Linked DNA regions of Anas platyrhynchos: region 1 is linked to region 2. The links are chromatin contacts, called in public Hi-C maps. All regions are on one chromosome and are shown on one strand. Each heading gives the region's core, a stretch centred on a gene start, on an enhancer-like site or on the middle of the called end of the contact. The rest is flanking DNA. Distances are from core to core; before and after follow the strand shown. Region 1 overlaps CNOT1 (CCR4-NOT transcription complex subunit 1). Region 2 overlaps CNOT1 (CCR4-NOT transcription complex subunit 1).

Region 1 (3,091 bases), core at 79-2,578, 37 kb after region 2:
TTTTACCATCGCCACTGAAATCCACGTGCGAGAATAGGCAGCGTAGTAAATGCCTGTCTGCCTCGGGACCGTGCCTGTTCACAATCTGGAAAAAAGCATCCAAAAACAACTTGGTAACAAACAGTCATTACACAGCATGATCTGGGACCAGCACTGTGGACAGAGCAGTGCTCTGAGTGCTTAATACTTGTTGAGTTTCAACAGAATCAAGCATGTTTCTGTTTTAATTAGTAACCTAGAAAACAAGTCATTAAACCTGTTTGCAAATGAAAAGCATAAAAAGATACGGAAAGAATCTAGACAAAAGTCACTTTGAGAGAAGCCGTGCATTTCACAGGTAGGGTTTGTAAACAACCATTAAGAGAGGGGGTTTTCAAGTCACTAGAGGGTGATTTTAAGCTTCTCTGCCACTAAAGCAGCCCAGAATCCACACGGTGCCATGGTCCTGCTTTCCCCCATATTTTTTCCTACCTCTTCTATGCCTCAGTGTGCAAGAGTAGAGCCCTGAGACAGCCTGCATCTGCGTGCCACACCTATGTATCAGGTATTTCTCCCAGACAGGCCACTGCAGGGCACCTTCCTTCAGCTTGCAGACAGCTTCTACCTTGTCTCCTGGTCACGACTGACTGCCACTACTACTCCAGGCACTTTTTAGACAAAAATGAAGTACTATACAGTGTTTCCTGCCATATAAAAATATAATTTCCCATTTGCTCATTAAAAAACTTTAAAATCACATTTCTGGGCCGCAGGCACTCAGCACACGACATTTCCCCTGTCCTTTGAGCTCATTCAGCCAAATTCCGTAGCTCAGTCTAAACAGGTGATTCACATGTGTTAGTTTCAACATCTCTTACTCATTATTAGATCTTTGTAACACCACTCCATTTCTGTTAGCATGCCCTACGATTTGCCTTCAGCTTAACTCCTGGGTACAGCTCAACTCATCAGCTTGCTGCCTGAAGCACCTCCAGGTTTGTTTTGGCCTGTTTCAGCCTGCATTCCTTTAAGCCTCACCTAACTGCACAGCATCACTCATTTTCAGAAGAACATAGAGTGGCAGAAGGTTCAAGTCACTTCATCACCAGCAACTTGCTTGATTTGTCCAAATGACAGCAGCTAACACCAAACCCCACCTCCACCTGTCAGCAAAGTTTGGCCATTGTTTCCACAGCGTGTGGAAGCACGCCCCGGCAGCTCTGCCCTGCGCTGTGACTTCCTCCACCAAGTTCAGGGCTGCACCCTGCCACAAACATCCTTGTCTGCTGGTTGTGCAAAGGGCCAGACAGCGTTGCTTCAGGCTGCATCCGCTTCAGCTCCTCCAAGGGCTCTGCTCGATTCCTCTATCGTTATCTGACCCTGGACTTCCCCTTCCCTCACGGGCTGCTCACTGCAGGGGCTGCCAGGTTTTGTTCTGCTGGAAAGGAACATCCGAGTCAGGATAGCTCTGCATCATGACCAGGGGCTGGAACGTACGCGCTGCTGATACATCAGCCTGGAGCAAACAGCCCCCTTCAGTTAGCTGACAGCACCGTCCTCAACGGCAGCTGCCCCCCAGGATTAAATGGGAAGATGCTCAGAATTTCCTCTTGCATGAATCTAAGTGAAAAGCAAATTCTGAGTGAGCTCAGGCTCCAGAAAACAAGCAATTTGCTTAAACAACTCCAATTAAGCGTGTAGCATGAGACATAGCAACCAGACTGGCACAAAACAGGATCAATCTTCTACGAGCTACTTGGTGCTGTAACCAAGATGAATTCACAAAAGCAGATGGACGCCGAAGAAAGCTGCACACACTGAAGCTATCAACACGACATCTCTGCATCAGAATGAGATTGCTGCCTTGTTTAGGAGCAACTTGTGAAGGTTATGCATCTGAAAATTTAACACGCGGTGAGGGAAAGCGAAGGCTGGAAGTGCAGCGTCTCATTTTTCAACTCTCACTACACTTATTCTGTACTTCTACTCAGAAGTTCTTATTCTGTTTCCTAGAAGAACTGCTAGCTTTGTTGTAGGAAGAGCTGAAGGAAATCTTCGTTTGGCAGCCTTCCTACACACTGCCAAGACAGCGTACCTGTTCATAAAGTCATCCCTGAAGACTGGCTGCCCTGGGAAGAACAGCTGCCACAGCATGCTTGCTGCTAAACACGGAGGGTTACAGCAGAACTCCTGTTTCATGACAGCAGCTCAACAACAGCAGCACGTTACTCTAATAAAGCAGAAGCCTGGCACTTTTTCAGGGAAAGGGTAAAGCATTGTCTGCACCACGCCACGAATCTGAGTCGAGTACACGTTTACTCCCTAGTTAGTTCTGTAGCTTTTATTTCCAACTACATCCACAATATTCCAGGACAACAGCAGCCCTGGAGGTGGCCCTCTGCTTTTAAGAGGCCTTGAGCACGCCAGCACCCAGCCCTTACAAGCAACCTGCCTGCTTCTGGCAGCTGCAAAACTGAGCTCAGTTTTATAGTATAGGCAGCAGGACTGCCAGCGCTCTTCCCCTACCAATTACAGAGGATGAAGCTTGAGTGCTAACACTACTACGCCCTCTAAAAGACTCAGAGGAGCATAGTCTGGTGGCCCAGAGCTGCTACTCCAACATCTCTGCACTGTTTGGGGCAGGGCATCTCATGGCACGGAAGAGGCTGAGGCACCTGATGCCTTCTGGGTGGCCCTGCTGGAGCAGGGTGGCACCGGGTGACACCAGGAGGTCCCTGCCCACCCAGCTGCTCCGTGATGCAGGATAAAGCTCAAACCACCCGTATTCAGATTTAACATACAGGGACAAGTTGGATTTTGTTTAGGCAAACACGGGCTTAGCCCAGAAATAACTCTGCTTTTCAGCTCTGCTCATCTGAACGCAGACGGCTTTGCTTTCCTAGATGAACATCCGCAAAGCCCTTCCCAGCTCTCCACTCGGGCTCTCCTTACCACTAATTCAGGAAAAAGGAAACCACAAAACCCATTTCAGAGGAAGCTGCTCTTTAGAATTCATCCCTCTGACAAATACATACGAGATTCTTTTCTTAAATATATGTTCATTTTTTTTTTAAAGTCTTAAAGCATCACATATGTTAAATGATTACTGGAA
Region 2 (3,433 bases), core at 472-2,971:
ACTGCTGCATGTTAACAAGGTGATTGCGGATTAGCAGCTCCACAGCTTCCACGTTGTACTTGTACTCATCCCTGCATTCAATCAGGCACCTGGAAGAATTTGACATCTTTTCACAAGTGTACTCAAACTACAGAGTTTAAGTGAAGCAACTCAAATCTAACACTAGAGAATCTCCACAATCCACTACTCAGCTCCAAAAGAAGCCTCTTCTGGAGGATTATTTAATGTAACATTTCAGTTCACCAACAGTCAAGTCTCAAGCACTTGCTGCCCTGCACTACTGGCCAGAACAGCTCTCCCAGAGCTTCAGTCTATTCAGTGTAAGAAGCTTTTCTTCTGAGCGCAAAGTGGCACAGCTTCTAAAGCACTAGTGCTTCTGCTGCGGGCATACACCATGTCATCTAGTTTGTGACCACATGTAGAGAGGTTCTGTATAAAATGAGGAAAAAACAGAGCACCTCTAATGCTTCACCCTATGAAAGATTCCTGTCATGTTCGAGGAGGAAGCTGCATTAACAAGACCTCTCATTACTTTTAACATTAAACAGATTACTTTTCTGTCTGAGCTGCATCAGTGCAAAATATTAACAAGTGATTCAAAAATAATACAGTAACTCCCAAAAGATGAGGAAAGCTACATCTATTGATGTTGTCTCATAACTGACCTAGTAATCTGTTTATTACACCACGGAGATCCATATGCACGACCGTCCTGCAGAGCCTTCAGCACAAGCAGATGACACTCACGGTAGCGCAGCAGGAGGTCAGCATCTGCCCCGCTGGTGGCATCCAGTAAGCCCTCTACAGCCTAGAACAGATGCAACCTGTTAGCAGAGGAAAAACCAAGTCCGCTTCCAAATCTTACGCAAACCAGATCAGCAGCAACTACCCCCAGAAGATTCGGCAGTTACGTAAAAAGCTAGTTTAGTCATTGCACTGACCCTGCTAATAAAACTGAGATTTTACCAGCTGTTGTGGCATCTCCACGTTCCCTGTACATGGCTGTCCTACCACAAACAAGCCCACGGTCTCCCTATCACCCCCTGGCTTTATATACGCACTCAAGCAGTACAAAAAACCACATCAGTTTGTGCTGCAGCTTCTGCGAGTCAAAGTCAAAGCTGTTCTACACATGGCTCACGGAAAGCCACATGAAAGAGGACATGCAGAACTTGACAGAGGACTCCTTCCAGATTCTTTAGACAAAGAGCTGCAGCGCTCTGATGCACCTGTGGTAATCTATATGAAATGGAAGTCCTTTACAGGGGAAAGCAAATTCATCTCTGTCCAAGTCTTAGTGTTGGTACCTATTTGAAGGATTTAGTCCCGACTAAGTCAGGAACACAGAGCTTCCACTGAAATGGTTTCCAGCTTCCAGTTACTTTTATTTTGCCACTGCTCTTGGATCCTCGTGCAGACAGCTCATTGTCTTTCCACTGTTCTCAAACAGATCTCCCTCCGCATCTGTCACTGTGTTCTGCACTAGTTACTACACAGACTTTGATGCCAGTTCATGTCACAGAGCTCACTGCAACTCTCCCCAGCTGGTAGTTTACTAGCTCTGGCTGGGATGGAGTTGGTTTTCTACAGAGCAGCCTGTATGGTGCTGTGTTTTGGATTTGTTGCTGAAACAGCGTTGACAACAACGTTTTGGCAGTTGCTGAGCAGTCTGTGCAGAGCACCAAGGCTTTCTCTCTCCCACTCTGCACCCCCCAGAGTGAGTAGGCGTGGAGTGCGCAAGAGACTGGAAAGGTACACAGCCAGCAGAGCTGGCAGCAACTGACCAGAGGAATATTCCATGATGTATGACATCATGCTCTAAAATAAAAGCTTAGGGAAAGGATGATTAGGGGGAGACATTCACGGTTATGATGTTTGTCTTCCCAAGCAAGCAGTACGCTTGCTGAGGCCCTGCTTTCCAGGAAGTGGCTAACCATCTGCGTGCTGATGGGATGAAGAGATTTTTTTTTTGCTTTGTTTGTGCGCACAGCTTTTGCTTTCCCTATTAAGCCGTCATTAACTCAGTGCACAAGTCATTTTGCTTTCCCTTTATTTTTTCCCTGTCCCGCAAGAGTGGAGTGAGCAAGCAGCTAGATGAGCACGTACTTAGTTACTGCAAAATACAAAGCAGAAGTGCACTGCTACAAAACCAGTACAACGTTCAATACTACCCACTTACAAGGTAGTTCAAGTAGCAATTCGAGCATCTTACTAGACTCCATCCTGAAATCAGAGACTATTCTTGACTGCAACAGCTCTCTACTTGCTGCATCTGGGCAAAACTCCCCTAAATTCCAGGATGCTGTACCCACTTCTTCCTGCAGCAGCTTGGCCAGAATGCGTATTGTACCAAGAACAACCCAGCCCTCCTCCAGCTTTATTCACTGAATTTCCTAAGAGGGAGGTTGTTTAACACCATTCACCAAGCAAGCTCCGCAGGATGCATGAAGATACGCAGTCACCACAAGTCAATCTACAACCAGTGAGCAATAAACTCGAGGTGAGCTGTAACAGGACAATTGTTAACACTCACCTTCTGCAGCAGCCCAAGCGCAGCGATAGCATCACGGGAGTTACGAGCCACTACTACGGCCTCCAAGAGGCTGCGCAGTGCTTGAGCCTGAGGATTCATGGCCAGGGTATGTGGAATGGACTGCAGGTGTTGCTCCAGTTCTGTCATACACTTGTCATATATTTGTGCCACATCGTCTGTAGCCCAAGCTTGCTGCTTAAGAGAAGGTGGGAATGAGTGATTTTCACAAGGACCGTATTTTGAAACAAACGCTGCTCTTCTCTTCTGTTTCAGAAATCATAGCGCCCAGAGAAAGTAGTTTTCTACAGTAATAGCTGTAGAAATAACTAGGAAACAATTTTAGCAATACTTAAGACTAAGTATGCATTCAAAAACCTGTTTGTAATCTCAAAATCAGTGCTTGCCATACATGACCTTCCCCGAAAGTAACCTGAACTCCGAACAATGCTTTTCACCACTAGTAAAAACTAGAAATAATATCACTAAGTTGAAGATGATGTCCCAGTCTACATTAAAAAAAAAAGTAACAACTACAATGTCCTAATCTACGTTACAAAAAAAAAAACAAAACAACAACAATAACTAAGACTGGGTGTAAGAACAGCTTTACATTACCATTGGTTTAACTTTAAAACACACAAACCTTTCAACCAGTATTCCCAAGCAATACAAATGCCTGACTTTTACTAGCCTTCCATCAAAGGACACAAGTTCTGCAGCGTTCACCAAAAGGGCCATGGTACTCAAGCTAATTAGAAATCTCTACCTTCATAGGCTGAGCCAAGAATCCCGTAGGCTGAGTTAAGTCATTGGTAGGCAAGAAGCCAGGGACATTGCGTGCAAACTCTTCGTAAACAGCCAGCTGTTTTGGGTCCACACCTCCAACCTTTGCAATAAAAA

The links. A called contact is a pair of places that touch in the nucleus more often than the background predicts.
Region 1: a Hi-C map of subcutaneous adipose tissue shows a contact between it and region 2, with 2.0 times the contacts expected there. The contact joins two enhancer-like sites. A contact is called at or near these places in 3 of 8 Hi-C or Micro-C datasets (liver, skeletal muscle and subcutaneous adipose tissue).

The regions. Positions count from the first base shown.
Region 1 is chr12:12,496,138-12,499,228 of IASCAAS_PekinDuck_T2T, forward strand. It overlaps CNOT1 (CCR4-NOT transcription complex subunit 1), which reads right to left. Exons shown (of 49, transcript XM_072044010.1): 3 at 1-85. Among named protein-coding and RNA genes, the nearest start is that of CNOT1, 8.5 kb to the right of the region's middle. Within about 2 kb of position 1,329, at least 3 of the 8 cell types and tissues checked have an H3K27ac peak or open chromatin away from gene starts, as enhancers often do. A contact at or near this core is called in subcutaneous adipose tissue, where this site is marked.
Region 2 is chr12:12,458,695-12,462,127 of IASCAAS_PekinDuck_T2T, forward strand. CNOT1 (CCR4-NOT transcription complex subunit 1) reads right to left here. Exons shown (of 49, transcript XM_072044010.1): 34 at 3,300-3,419; 35 at 2,534-2,725; 36 at 666-808; 37 at 1-89. Among named protein-coding and RNA genes, the nearest start is that of TRNAK-UUU, 19 kb to the left of the region's middle. Within about 2 kb of position 1,722, at least 1 of the 8 cell types and tissues checked has an H3K27ac peak or open chromatin away from gene starts, as enhancers often do. A contact at or near this core is called in subcutaneous adipose tissue, where this site is marked.